2 separate regions of the Mus musculus genome follow, and region 2 is linked to region 1. The links are chromatin contacts, called in public promoter capture Hi-C maps. All regions are on one chromosome and are shown on one strand. The core of a region is the stretch at or near the end of the contact, and the rest is flanking DNA. Distances in the headings are between cores, read along the strand shown.

Region 1 (7,403 bases), core at 1,263-3,762:
TGAGAGTCAGGAGGAGTAAATGAAGTTTTCATAAAGTTTTCAAATATGTCTAAAGAGCTGATGCTCCACTATGCTTGTATAAATAGTGTGTGTTTTCTTTGCTGAGATTTGTGTGACAGACTTCATGGAAAGTTATACTTCTCACCTGACTACTTACTCCAGAAAGAGAACCCACAACAGTAACCCACAAAGTAACAATTACCCTGGTATCCAAATGGCGAACAGGTAAGTTTTTATTGGGGTTACTGACAGGAATGGAGGTGAGGGATGCTTCTAAGGCACAGGGGTAGCAGGAAAGGACCTGCATCACAGAAAAGCCCGGCCCAGCACATTGGGTATGAAAGCTGGAGCCGAAGCTCTGCACAGCTTACAGCAGCTTCCCAGGCCGGCCAGTTGCTCCCCGGTGGTTGACTGCTTCAGTACTGCTGGGGGGGGGGGGTGCCCTGGAGCGTCTTCCCAGTTCCTGTTCCTCCAGATGCATGGCCTTCCCTTTGCCTCCCAAGTCTCCCCTCCCTCCTGAGGGAGGCGTTTCAGTTGGGAGGAAACTACCTTCAACAGGATTACAAACCAAGAGTAAACCATCAAGTCCCTTTGTCTTAACTCTGATTCACTGGCTTTCAGAGCCACTCACTAGGCTCTTCTGGGACTCTGCTGCCTCTGAACCTTTGCTCTAGTAGTCTGCTTAGTTGTCTGAGTTGTGGATTCCCTGGGACGTGTGAGAACATTGTCAGACTGAGGAAGAAGGAGGAGGAGGAGGAGGAGGAGGAGGGAGAGGGAAGGGGGAGGGGGAGAAGGAGAAAGAGAAGGGGAAAGAGAAGGAGAAAGAGAAGGAGAAAGAGAAGAAGAAGAAGAAAAGAAGGGATAGTGATTGTCATGTGAGCGTGAGCCTGGGTTCAGTACCCCGGAGCCCACCTAAAGCCTGGGGGGATTCAGACACCTATGATGCCAGTGCCCCTACAGAAGGATGAGGCAAAACTACAGGTGCACACAGCAGGAAGGAGGGAGGGAGGAAGAGAGAGGAGGAGAAGGGAGGAGGGAAGGAATTGGGGAGGGAGGAAGAGGGGGAGGCTCATGTGGAAGGTAAAGACAACATCCATCTGAGGTTTTTGCTGACCTCCACGTGGGTGCCACAGCCCTCACAAGGAGATGAAGTATTTTTTTCACCCCCTTTCATACACCATTGGTTAATGACCACTCAATAAGGTGTCATTGGACTGTTTTCCTGTGTCTGACTCACTCCACTCCTGGGCATCCTTTAGGGACCCTGATCAAAAAAACTTCAGCCTCCCTGGAGAAAGGTGGCCCCACCATTGCTAAGATGTGTGTCTATTGGTTTTGTTCCTTCCTTTACATGGTTTTCCACAATCACTCCTGTTTACCTCTGTGTCCTTCAAGCCTTCTGGCACAGTGCTTGTGTGTGGTAAGGACCAGTGGGTAGATAGGTGGGTGGGTGGGTGGGTAGTGTTATCCCATATTCAGGTGACTCTATATCCATTTCTCTGGTCCCGTAATGTATCACATTAGTGAGACCCTCCTCTATCCAGCCTTCATTAGTCATTAAAGACTGGATTTTAGGTCACAAGATTGGAACCTTCATGAATGAAATTGGGAGTCATAGAAGGGGCTGGGACATTCCTGGAAGGGTTGTGAGGACATCCCTGGAAGGGGTCATCTATGAGCCAGGAAGTGCCCCTTCCTCATCTGATATTGAATATAAGACTAGAGTCTTAGATTTCCCTGTCTCCAAAAGACTAAGAAATGGTTTAGTTTTGTTTGGGTTTTTTTGGTTTTGGTTTTTTGAGACAGGGTTTCTCTGTATAGCCCTGGCTGTCCTAGAACTCACTCTGTAGACCAGGCTGGCCTCGAACTCAGAAATCCACTTGCCTCTGCCTCCCAAGTGCTGGGACTAAAGGCGTGCTCCACAACTGCCCGGCCTAAGAAATGTTTCTAAGCCATCCAGTTTAGGACATTTTGTAGCAGCCCCAAATAGACTAAGCCACCACTGAATGAACACAGATTTTTTTTTTTTTACATGTTTACTTACTTTCTGGCTTCTAGCATTTAAAAATGAGTTCATGAGAGGGGAGAGACTGGGGCTACGTCCCAGAAAGAGAAATGAATTCATGTTCTCTTTGGAGCAATCACAGTCGAATGGTTTTTGCACCATCTGAGGCACTTACCAACCGTAAGTAAAAATTCATCAGGCCTAAGAGAGTGGAACAAATCGTGGATGTAAAAGTGTCGTCCAGGCGTCTCCGCAGTCCACAGTCAATCCATGCAACTTCCGGCTGCAGTAGAATCTCTTCCATTTACGCCTCTCCTTTGTGGTCAGTCTACAGCAGCAGTAGACTCCCCGTTTCTTCTGAAAATTTCCCGGCTTAACAGCCCCAAAGAGACAGGTTCTCTCCTACTGGTTAATAAAACTGGTAGGCCAGTCAGCTTCCTTCTGGCTGCCATGGAAACCACCAGGCCAAACAGAAAAGAACAGTAAGTGAGAGACCACGAGACCACGCATTCCACCCGGCTTGCAGATTAAAGCAGCTGTCAAGCCAGGGTGAAGGCGCAGTGGCCAGGGAAGAGCTCCAAGGTCTGCAGATTGGACAGGCAAGGCCCTGCCGTGGGGCCGCAAAATGTAAGTAGCGCCCCTGCTCTGTTTAAAACGCCTGTCAGCTCAACAGACTTCTGCTGTACGGCCAGAAAGTCTGGGGACGACTGGAGGGGCTCTATCAGGGTAACTTCCTGGAACTGCCGCATCCCTGGAATATGTCACTGTAAAGGTGGTGGGTGCCACCAAACACCCTTTGGGCTTCTACGCAACTGGATAGCTTACTACCATTCTCTGTCTTGCAAAGGAAACACTTTTTAGGGCACTAAGCAAGGAGTGGAATGGTCTTTTCATTTAGACCCTACACAGATAGGGATCTGAACTTGTTTCTATTTTTAAGAGTTTGTTTAAGCTCTTCTGCTCATCTTTAATACCTAATAACGATCATGCAGCCCCAGACCCTGGCTCTTTCCGTAGTGAGTGGCAAAGAAAATCAAGGCCTCTGAAGTAGCACTGCCTACGATGTGATGTCTGGGGGCCTTGCTTTATCCTTCAGAGGTGTCTTACAGCTCATGCCAGTCGTCATAGCATTTCCTCCTCAGAAAACTCGAACTAAAGAACAAACAGTAAACTTCTTAAATAAGATTAAAAGGCATTTATGGGGGAAAAGACCTTATAAAATACTAAAAAGCCAGACTTTTATTGTTTGCAAACTGCATGTTGTGAAAAAAGTGATTCTTAAGTTTTTAACTTTTTTTTTTTAGAATGAATAATGCAATATGTTTGGAGGGGAAACAATTTTTTTCATTTTTATTTCTGACAGAAATAGGGCAGTTTCAGAGACTAATAGTTTCTGTAACGTGTTTATGGAAATTGGTGCTTTTCAACAGCTATCTCGTGGTTTCCAACTTTCTCACACCAGTTTTTCATTGCTTAAAACTGGCATATGATCAGGGTTGAGAATCTGGCACCCAGTGGCGGGTGCCTGTGCCTTTAAGAGACAAGTAAGGGGACAGGAGTCAGTGTGACTTGGGAGAAGCTGTCTAGCTGGCAGCCACAGCTAAGCAAAGCCACAGGTTCAAATACCAGGGAGTAAACCACCTCCCTGAATTCCAGGTCGCTCCAGGGGAAAACTTGAAAGTTTCTCTCATCGTCAGCTTCTCCGTGTTCAGAAGAAGGACAGGTAACTGCCCAGTTTGGTTAGGGACTCCTGGGGCTCTCTCTGGCTAGTTTTCCTATCACTTCTCACACCTGTGCTAACTGAAGCCACACTCAGCTTCCATTAGCTTCTCTTCTAACGATGAACTTGAACTCATTAACTAATTTACACCCGTTTCTTTTTCAAAGGCTGTTTCTGAAGGGTTTATGGATAACAGAACCCACTTGATTTATCTCGTTAAGCATAAAATTGTAATCTAGCAATGGGGTATAAGGTGTGGGACATCAGTGGAGTCTGAATTTCCCCTGGGGCTCCTTACGGTGTGCTCGGCTATCTGGTTTAAAGTCTGAGCCATTACTAACTAGATCCGGGATCTTTGACAAGTTATTCTATGTCTCCATTTTGTTTAATATGATAGTGGGCCTTTACTATCTGCTTTTAGGGTTACCGCAAGTAGTCAATGGCCTAAGACATTCAGTATCTGGAACAGTATCTGGCACAAAGATGTACCCATTCCATGTTAGTGTTACTAAGTAAGACCAGGTGTGTGCCTGTGGTGCCAGCTGCAACTGTGAAAGGCCAGGTGTATGCCTGTGATGATGCCAGCTGCTCCTATGGAAGGTCAGGTGTGCCTGTGGTGCCAGCTGCACCTGTGGAAGGCCAGTGTGCTTGTGGTGCCAGCTGCACCTGTGGAAGGACAGGTGTGTGCTTGTGGTGCCAGCTGCACCTGTGGAAGGACAGGTGTGTGCTTGTGGTGCCAGCCACTTGAGCTCAGGAGCCAACATAGTGAAACCAGCCAGAGCAAATATGATGAGACCTGTTCTAAAATAAAAACCAGCAATTCCATAAATAAAATACACAGAGAATGCCTGCCTGATCTCAGTCACCATTAGCATGTCAGAGGTTTCACTTGGTAGAGGACATTGTCCTCTGTTGATGCCTGTTCTCCTCTTTGTAGCTGTTGGCGTTTGTTCTTCTTGTTGTGGTCATTATTTCAATGAGAATTTCTTACACTATATATTTTGAGCATATTTATCCTCCTCCCCAGTTCCTCCTGGATCCACCTCCTTCCTCACCCACCCAACTTTATACCCTTTAAGAGACATGGTAATTCTAACTGATGCTGCTCATGTATAGTACAAGGCATGTCTTCCACTGGAGCATGGTTAACAGACCAGGGACTACACTGGCCCTCCCTCCCTCCCTCTCCCAGCAGTTACCGACTGCCAAGAGCTCCTTAGCTAGAGTGGGGCTTTGTGCCTTCCCTCCCTTTCCATGCTGTGGCTATGTCTGGCTGAGCTTGCAAAGATCTTGTGCACAGTGTCATGTGAGTCATGTGTGCAACGGCCCTGGCGTATCCAGAAAACATTGTCCCCTTGCAGTCTTCTGCTGCCTCTAACTCTTAGAATCTTTCTGGCCCCTCCTCTGCAATGGTCTCTGAGCCTTGGAAAGGCTCACAAGCTGTGATACAGATGTTCCACTTAGGGCTGAGCAACACCCCACAGTCTTATTTTCTACAGTTTGACCAATGTGGGTCTCTGTGTCAACTGCCATTCACTACAGATAGACACTTCTGTGATGAGGCTTGGCTAATGCACTGATCCATGTGTGTAAGAGATCGTTAGGAGTCTGTCTGGCCAGCAGGTTCAAGCGCACCGTCTACTGTCCTCTCTAGCAGATCCAGGGTCTTACATCGAAGTGTTTCACTCACTTGGAGTTGGGTTTTATGCAGGGTGACAGACAAGGATCCAATTTCATTCTTCATGGAGCTACCCAGTTTAACCAGCAGCACTTACTGGAGATGCTGTGTCTTCCCCCACTGTATTTTGTTGGCCTTTTGTTAAAAATCAGTTATCTATAGGAGTGTGTACCTATCTGTGAGCCTTCAATTTTATTCCACTGATCAAGGTGTCTGTTTGTATGCCAGTACCATGCTATCTGTAATTATTGTTAAGTGTGTGGTATAACTGGAGTCCGGGTGGTACCTCCAGGAGGTTTTCTTGATTGCTCAGGATTGGATATCCTAGGTCTTTTGTGTGTATGTGTTTCCATATAAAATATAAATTTTCTGTTATGTATTTTTCGATTTCTGTAAGGTATTTTTGTTTTGGTGGGGATTGTGTTGAATCTATAGATTGCTTTTGACAAGCTGGTCATTTTCACAAAATTATTCTTACCAGTTTATAAGCATGGGAGAGATTGGGGCCAGAAGCATTTTCAGGGGCCTCAATTCAGTCTGCCTATCACTATGGTGGTCATAGGAAATCAGAAATTGTGTGTTTTGGAACTGATGAGATGGCTCAGTGGTTAAAGGTGTTTGCCACCACGCCTAACAAACCGAGTTCCCTCCTCAGGACCCACATGTAGACGAGAACCAATTCTCCCGAGGTTTTCCCTCCAACCTCCACACACTCACTGTGTAGTGGGCATCCCCAGCCCCGTGCACTTAAACAACTCAAGGTAAAGTCAAGAAAAGGAAAGCAATGCCGCAGCTGCACGTTCACAGTGTCTTTGACCGTTGCACACGTCTGCATTAGTAGATACGGGAGCTGGACAACGCACCCCGTCAGCCCCCAGGTTAGCGCACTAATCACGTCAGAACTCCCCATTGCCACGAGTGGTCGTCAGTCAATTGACCTGCTGCAGCAAACTATCAAAGAGGGAAGCTTTCCACTGAGTCTCCTCGTGAATCAAAATGTTGGGACAGGATGCAGCAAATGAGCCAGTTACTCTGAAATGGCTTCTGGGCAGGGCATGTGGATACAGTCCTGACACCGCTGTGGTTCTGGCACTGGAAGCTTTGCCGTTGGCAAGCAGAGCTTAGTGATGGAATGCACTGACTCTGTACAATGTGCTCGCACACGGCAGCAATGGTGCTGGTGATCAGGACCGGTGCGTTTCCTTTGCTCAGCCTCTAACCTGTGTGGGAGGATCATCATAGGGCACTACACTGAGAGATATGAGACTCAGAATGGCTTTCAGGCTGGCCCAACCATAGACAACTAGATGAGGCATGAACATGATCAGTCATAAAGACATTTTAAATTGAGTTCAATAACATGCTCGAGGCTAATTTTGCCTAAATTCTAATGTCTGAGATATACAGTTTTTACTTCCCTTTTTCTACACCAAGCAGCTTGTGAGGTGATTGCAGATAGTTTACTAAATCAACCAGGATGCAGATTGCATCAAAATGATGGTGCACTTGGGCTCTGCCTTACTGTGAACTCTGTAAGCCACAGTGAAAGAGACATACATGGTCCTCACCCACAGAAGGGTGACTTCCGTGTCTGGCACTTGGAAAACTGTGTGATCGATAATTCAGTGGCTCATCCCATGTGCAGTTTTTGGATGTAAAGAAGAAAGGACAGCACTTAGCACATTAGGAAAACATCAGGAGGGCCCACGTTCACTAACTCTCAGCTTTGTGAGCGAAAGTGGACATCGCTCCCCTTTAATATCTGTGCACCCGTTCGTCTCTCACCGGCCCCTCTACCGTGCTGTCCTGGAACATATACCCACAGGAAGGAAAAGTGCTAAAACCTCAAAGGCTTGCCAAGATCCCACACTAAAGCTTTGAGAGCGTCCCTTGCCCACTGTTGTGTGAGATTTTCCTGGGGAGACACAAACCAATGATAGACAAAGTGCCACCTCACCAGATGAGGCCGGTGTGGTGAAGCACAGAGCCTACTGGGCCGG
Region 2 (7,403 bases), core at 1,650-4,149, 200 kb before region 1:
CACCTAAGGGAAGGGGGAGGGGGAGGGGCCGAGGGGCAGCGGTGGGGGCATTTAAACAGAGGCTTGTATGTGAACAGATCAACACTCCAATTTTTAAATCTTCTTTCTTCTCTTGAGTCAGGGTCTCATGTAACCCAGGTTAGCCTTGAATTTAAGAGTAACCTCCTGCCAGGTGTGCACCCCCAATCTTGATTTATAGTGCCCCAAATTCTTAAAATCAATTCGATGGACCCCAAAGTTTTCCTCAGTTGGAATCAAATTGTGCCCAGTGTCTTATTGTATCATGGAGACAACTCTGCTTAAAAACAACCAACCTCCTGCAGATGGGGTGGGGGTAGGGGGCTCATATGTTTGTGATTCTGTTTACTACAAGACAGAAAAAAATATATTTCAAAGGAAAATGTTGAAATAAAGTATAATAATGTATGGCTTAATTCATCTGGGAATATCACTGGGAAGAAGATATATTTAAAGGAGCCCCTATCTCCTGAGTTTGGCCAAACCCCAGTCTCTTGGATTTTTCATTGCCCCTCTAACCAGCTCGCCCCTGCCCTTCTACGACCAGCTGATACCTGGATTTGAATCACAGTTGCCTCTCCATTGGATTATTTTACAGGTCAAGAATTCAAGTTTTAAAATGTGGAAACCCAGTCATTGTGATTTCACTCTTACGTTGTGACTCTAACAGGACACAAGGACATTTTTATTCAACAAACAGACGAAAAACGTAAAAATTCAACTGTTGACGTTTTATTTTGTGATTTCTGTACAGTTCAGGAGGGACAGAGTTAGAGGTCAAATAAAATGCCAGTTAAATTCGGCTACTGTCAACAACCCAAAACTTCCAACATAAAAAAGAATCAAAGCAAGCTGGTGAAGATTATGCAATAATCTTGGGTAATTTCCTAACGCTAGTCACAAGCCAAGACGCGGCACCCACGCGCGCACGCGTCCACGGAGTTCTTCAGCCGCACTGCTGTGGTTAAGGACCAGCCTGTGAAGTGCCAGCGCCTTCCCGCCTGCAGCGCGGCGGGTAGGCGGTTTGGGATCCTCGCCCAACTCCGCTTACTTTAATGAGAACGTTAATGACCGAATTTTATAAGCCTGCGCTACGACGTGCCTTGCTACCTATTTTAGTAAGTCCGAACACCGATGGCATGGAACGTGGTTGGAATTTTGTTTTCAAGCAAGCTCAAACGTTGGTTAAGCTACCTTTAGGGAAGTGGAGACTAAGTAAGGGTTTTAGGTTTTAAGGAGCATAAACTGCAACAAAACACCTGGGCGAGCCTGAAAAACAGAACTGGGAGTGGAGAGGAACCTCTCCACTTCGCATCCCCAACCACCGAGCGCGGTAACCGAGCGCACCCGCGTAACATCCAGCTCGGAAACCCTGGGCTTTCCAGAGCGGCCCATCCGTAACACCCTTGATGTTTGTACCGGTGGCCTGGGCTTTCTAGACCTCCTAGATCCGCATGGTTTGGCTGGAGAGAGCAAGGGAGCCTGTGCGCTCAGGCCCTGGACAAGGAAAGGACGCCCCTCTGGGTAGACACTGTTGGGGAGCAGCTCTTAGGCCAGGGAGCGGAAGCATGCCAGGAAACCAAGCTGGGGGCAGCCTTTCGCTGCACCCAGGGCAACCCCCTTATACCGCACCGGCCGGCTACCGTCCTCCCCGACTCCGCGATGCTCACGGATACGAGAATAGCCCGCGGTGGTGGGGGTTGTCACCCCTGCCAGTGGGTGAGTTGTGGTGGGGATGCGAAGACTTCTGGCTCTAAACAGGTGGGATTCATCTAGAATCCCAAGCAACTACATCGCTCCTTGGAACACCCGCTTGGGTTATTTTAATTGCCAGGGAGTGGGGGCGGGGAAGAAGGCGCCCTACAGTCTGTCGTCTGGGAGAGAAGTCTGGAAATGTCCTCCTTTCTGGGGCCAGCTCTGCCTAGATCCAGGACGCGGGGGCGCGGGAAGATTGGCTGAGGTCGCGCTCCGCCCCGGGCCCAGCCAGCCCTCACTTGGAGAACTGGGCCTGCACCGCTGCCAAGCCCAGGCCGGCGGGGACCAGATGCGGGAACTTGCACACCGCACAGGAGCAGAGGCCAGGGCTACCCGCGCCACCAGCTGGGAGAGAGAACTGGCCGCACGGTGGCTCGTCGAGCGCTAGAGACAGGTACTTGGTGGGGCGCAGCGTTTCGGGGGGTCCCACGGCACCGGGTGCCAGCAGCACAGAGCCCGGCGCGGCAGCCAGAAGAGGCAGGCCAGCGAGGAGCAGGCGCGGGGCGGCGGGTCCCGCACCGTCGCCGAGCGCGCGGCGCAGCTCCTGCAGCGAGCTACCCAGCAGCAGGATGTAGTTGCGGGCGAGCAGCAGCGTGGCAATCTTGGAGAGCTTGCGGCCCGGCGCGCCCTGGCAGTGCGCTGCCGAGTAGGGTAGGATAACTTCGCGCAGCGCGTCCATGGCCAAGTTCAGGTCCTGCATGCGCTTCCGCTCGCGGCTGTTGATCTTGCGCCGCAGCTGCTGCTGCTGCTGTTCCTCTTTGGCGTCGGCCCGGGCGCCCCCGGACTCTGGCGCAGGTCCCCGAGGTTCAGCGAGCGGAGCTTCGGCCTTCTCGCGCGCAGGCTTGGGGAGAAGGGATGCGGTGGAAGAGGATGAGGATGAGGATGAGGAGATAGGTGGCTGCCTGTAACCCACCAGCTCATACAGCGAGGCCCCGAGCTGCACGTCTCCAGGCCGCTGTGGCCGCAACATGGTCGCGGGAGCCGCGTTCACACGCGCCTGGGAAATCGCATAGTACATCTGGGGCGGGGGCTGTGGGGCGACCCGGGGCGCCCTTCACTAACGCCCAGGGGTGGGCCGGTCGGCAGATCGCCCTCCCCGCGGACCTGCGTGCCGGCGGATGACAGTGAGGGGCCGTGCGCGCCTGACACCTTTAAACCCGGCTTGGGAACCTGCGAGGACCGCGGTTGGCGGGGTGCAGCCAATGGAGGCGTGAGCTTGGCCACAGGCGAGTGTTCATTGGTCGCCTGAGCAGAGGTACAGCCAGAGTTGCCAGAGAGGGTTATCGTGGGGCGCCTGCGCGGGTGCCACAGCGCCCGCCCTGGGAGGGCAAGGGAGGGAGCTTTAGGGCAAAACATTGTTCCTTCCGAATTCTAGTTCAGCTGGTCAGGCTAAAATGGCTTTTGCCTCCCTTTATCTCTCGAGCTCTATTGCCATCCCTTTTTATAGTTACATTTGTCCTTGTAAAATGTGATCAGCCAGTAATCCCATCGCTGGGAACTACTGAAGCAGGAAGGAGAGGAGGCCAATCTGGGCTCCAAAGTGAGAGGTTGGCTGTTATAAAAATGCAGTCTAATATTCATAACATGAAACGTAACCATCCCAGAGTGCGCAGTTCAGTCGTTAAAACGCCTGACTGTTGACACGATTTTGCAACAGATGGCCAGGACTTGTTTGCTTTTTGCAAAACTTAAACCCTTAAACCATCAAAACAGCAACTCTAACTCTTGGTAAGCATTAAAGAGAAAACCCCCTCTGCTTGTCTTAGTTCTCACTGCTGTGATAAGCACTGGAACCAAAAGAAACTGAGGGGGGGGAGTTCCCTTGGCTGACACCTGCCAATCACAGCTCCTCACTGTGGAAAGTTAGCTCAGGAACTCAGGAAGTTAGCAGGCACAGAGGCAAGAACCAAGAGTAGCCAACTGAGGGGAGCTCTAACCTGCTTCCTTCTGCAGGCGCAGGATCGCAGGATCGGGTTACCTTTCTTATAGAGCACAGGCCCACCTGCTGGGAATGGTGCCAGCTCGCAGTGCGCTGGGCCCTCCCACATCAATTATTAATAAAGAAAATGCATCAGCGAGGAGTCCACCAGGCTGATCTGGTGACGTCAGTGTTCTCATTTGAGGTTCCCTCTTTTCAGGTATATCCAGTTGACAAACAACCACTTCTCCACCTTGGTAAATATCACCCCGGGTGGGGTGTGTCTGCGTGACTTTGTTTTCTCTGGGAATCCCATATAGGCAGTCAGTCGTATTTGTCTCCCATATACACAGTCGTATTTGTCTTTTAGTGGCTCATTGTTCATTTTGGTGACTTAGCATGTGTTCAGGCTTCATCCATGTCAGATATAGCGCGCATCTCGATTCTTCTCCTCCTGTATCCAAGGTCGGGCCCCACTCCGTGTTTATTAAAAGATAACTTTAAACTTAAGATCCTCCTTGTCTCTGCCTCCCGGATCCTGGGAATACAAGCACTCACTCACCGTGCCCAGTTTATGCACTGGTGTGGATCTGAAGCCAGGGTTTTGTGCACACAGGGCAAGCACCCTACCCACAGAGCCACGCAGTCCCAGCCTGAATTCTTCCTGCTGAAAAAGCCAAATAGCTCACTACACTTCCCAGGGACGTCTTACATTTCCTGTAACCACCGCCTTTATCTGAGCTCACAGAGGGTGGCTTCAACCTCAGGGCTATTAGGACAATGCTCCTATGTGTGTGTCTACCTGACCAGGGCGTAGGATGGTTACTTTCCGTTACTTTCACCCCAGCTCTCTGATCCACAGGTCTACAAGGATGAAGGAGTCTTTGGGGTTACAAAACATCTCATCCTTCCCCAAAGGGATGTGAGCTGTTTTTATCAGTGACTTGACTCTTCCTTAAGCAAACCCCACTCTGGCCTCTGATCAGAAAGAACATAACACCCGACATTCCTACCTGTTGAGGGGGGTACCAAATATTTCTCGAGCACAATGGGATTCCTTGTGGAAGCTGGCATCCCTGCACACAAGTGGGGCATACACCTGCAGCTTGTCAGAGTCCTGAACTGTCCCTCAGGAAGAGTTGTACGGTATCTAAAAACCCACTGACCAATAAGTGGCATCAGGCCGTTATGTCACTGTGAATTAGATAATAAAATGAGGGTCAGAATAAAATGCATCTCCAGTTGTACACTCGTTGCTTCAGGTGCACAACAGTGATTGTTGTTACCTGCAGAACAGCAGATGTGGGTCCTCCTCCCACGGCAGAAAGGTCAGATCTAGCTCCTAGCAGAAGATGCACTTCGCCCTGGATACTTTTTATGGAAGACAAGAAGGAGTGCCTGCCGTAAGAACTGCCGTTTGCTATGAACACACTTGCTGACTTCAAGACGGCCATGTTCTTTCACCAACATCGGTCCTCCAACCTCCAAGTGAACTTGTAACATCCTGCGTTGGTGCAGACTCAACACAGCTTTCCTCTTTGCCTGGGATACTCCCCAGCTCTCCTCTGTCAACATACTTGACCAAACACTGGCAGTATTGCTCCAGCCTGGATTGTCTTATGTGTAGAAATTATCTTGTCCAGGCAGGATGGTTTCCAGAGCACCTGTTTGTCTCTACATCCGTCTGAAGAGCAGTATCATGCTTTGGTGTCTCCTGTGTGTCTAAGAGATGCGAAGGTGGGTTTGAAATCACTGCTAGCTCACAATAACAACAAGCTCCTCACTGAAATATGCAAACGCCCGAAGGTGCTCACTCAGAGAGGACTCTGGCAATAGGAGCCCACTTGGGAAGAGAGGGGGTGGCTGGAAGAAAAAGCTGGGTTGAAAAACAAAATCGTACCAGACGGGAAGCAAAGTGACACTGAAGAAATAGAGAATTCAACACTTCACTAACCATGTCACCCTCAGGTGGAGCTTTCTGTTTGAAATGTTTTCATGTACTTGCATTTGACTCTCCCAGGACCCTGGTAGCTGGGCATTTTTGATCCCCATTAAACATGATAAAACTGAGATTCTCAGGGGGCACTAGACTACTGAATGCCTTCAGACAGAAAAGCAAAGCTTCTCTATCAGTAAATGGCTTCTCAGAACCCCTCTTCCTGGCCAAGCTTCCAGGAGAGAGCTGAAGGGATAAAGGACGAATTGCCCAGCAGAAGTCTAACCAGTACTGACAAGGTTATGGGTTCCAGCTAGGCTCATTAAGAATGGGGACACCACCCCCAGAAATCCCACGCCACCTTGGCAGCCCCTGCCCAGCCGGTTCCCTCTGGACCTCATAGTCCAAAGCACTAGATCAGGCAAGCTTTGGTGATCTCTCTCTGGCTTTCTTCTCTGCCCACTCCCTAGTCAGGGCCCTAGGCAGTCAAATAGGGAGGCAGAACCCAGTCTTGAGTCCCAATGACCCAGAGTGTTCCCCCTAGGTTTCCCAACCACAGGCAGGGGCAACAAGAATCTTGCCTCCAGGAGACACTTTTATTGTGGATATTCCGGAGGGGTGTTTTAAACCTTGGCTTCACTTCATCAGCCCCTTCTTGGAGGAGAAGCAAGCACCCCCACACACACCCCCATGGAGGATAATGGTAGTCAGCCTGCATTTAGGTATTCCAGTGGAGGGCCCCAGAAGAGAGTTCCGGGTGGCCGTACGGTCCCAACATGGGCACAGGATTTGGCATTCTTTGGAGCTGGTGACTTGGATGGCCCCTTGTGCCGGGCCCAGAGCTCCAACAGCATGCAAAGCATGACAGCTGGCAGAGGCCAGTGAGGCACTGTGGCCGCTGGCAGGGACCCATGCAGTCTGTCTCAGGGGAGGCAGCTGCTGTGGCCTCCCACATTCAGGACATGCTTGGAGAACAAGTTGCACCAGCCCTAACAACGCTCTTGTCTTCACCCAAATGGGCTCTCTCTCTCTCTCTCTCCCTCTCTCTCTCTCTCTCTCTGTGTGTGTGTGTGTATCTGTCTCTCTCTGTATGTGTACTGTGTGTATCTCTGTCTCTGTCTATCTCTGTCTCTCTGTCTCTCCTCTATGTCTCTTTCTGTGTCTGTCTCTCTGTCTCTCTCTTTCTCTGTGTGTCTGTGTATCTGTCTCTCTCATATGTATATTGTGTGATTCTCTGTCTCTCTGTGTATCTCTGTCTCTCTGTCTCTCCTCTCTCTATTTCTCTCTGTCTCTGTCTCTCTTTGTCTCTCTGTCTTTCTCTGTGTGTGTATCTGTCTCTCTCTCTCTTTATGTGTACTGTGTGTATCTGTCTCTGTGTCTCCCTGTCTCTCTCTCTCTCTCTCTCTCTGTGTATCTGTCTCTCTCTTTCTGTATGTGTATTGTGTGTATCTCTCTGTCTGTCTCTCTGTGTCTCTCTGTGTCTCTGTCTCTCCTCTATTTCTCTGTCTCTGTCTCTCTTTGTCTCTCTGTCTCTGTCTCTCTCTCTGTGTGTGTCTCTCTGTCTTTCTCTCTGTGTGTATCTGTCTCTCTCTCTCTCTCTTTATGTGTACTGTATGTATCTGTCTCTGTGTCTCCCTGTCTCTCTCTCTCTGTGTGTGTATCTGTCTCTCTCTTTCTGTATGTGTATTGTGTGTATCTCTCTGTCTGTCTCTCTGTGTCTCTCTGTGTCTCTGTCTCTCCTCTATTTCTCTGTCTCTGTCTCTGTCTCTCTTTGTC

The links. Promoter capture Hi-C pulls out the DNA fragments that hold promoters and counts their contacts.
Region 2: a contact with region 1 is called in a promoter capture Hi-C map of neural stem cells. The contact joins the promoter of Olig1 here to the promoter of 4932438H23Rik in region 1. A contact is called at or near these places in 14 of 39 promoter capture datasets (the 3T3-L1 cell line, the HPC-7 cell line, cranial neural crest and 7 more), 2 of 484 Hi-C or Micro-C datasets (bone marrow-derived macrophages and liver), 8 of 115 datasets of contacts at active chromatin or transcription factors (craniofacial prominence, embryonic basal ganglia, embryonic stem cells and 3 more) and 3 of 9 other capture datasets (embryonic stem cells, liver and macrophages).

What each region holds. Positions count from the first base shown.
Region 1 is chr16:91,064,261-91,071,663 of GRCm38.p6, reverse strand. 4932438H23Rik (RIKEN cDNA 4932438H23 gene) reads left to right here and starts at 2,512. Exons shown (of 3, transcript NM_028905.4): 1 at 2,512-2,632.
Region 2 is chr16:91,265,265-91,272,667 of GRCm38.p6, reverse strand. It overlaps Olig1 (oligodendrocyte transcription factor 1), which reads right to left and starts at 2,899. Exons shown (of 1, transcript NM_016968.4): 1 at 729-2,899. The coding sequence starts at 2,791. The coding sequence ends at 2,009.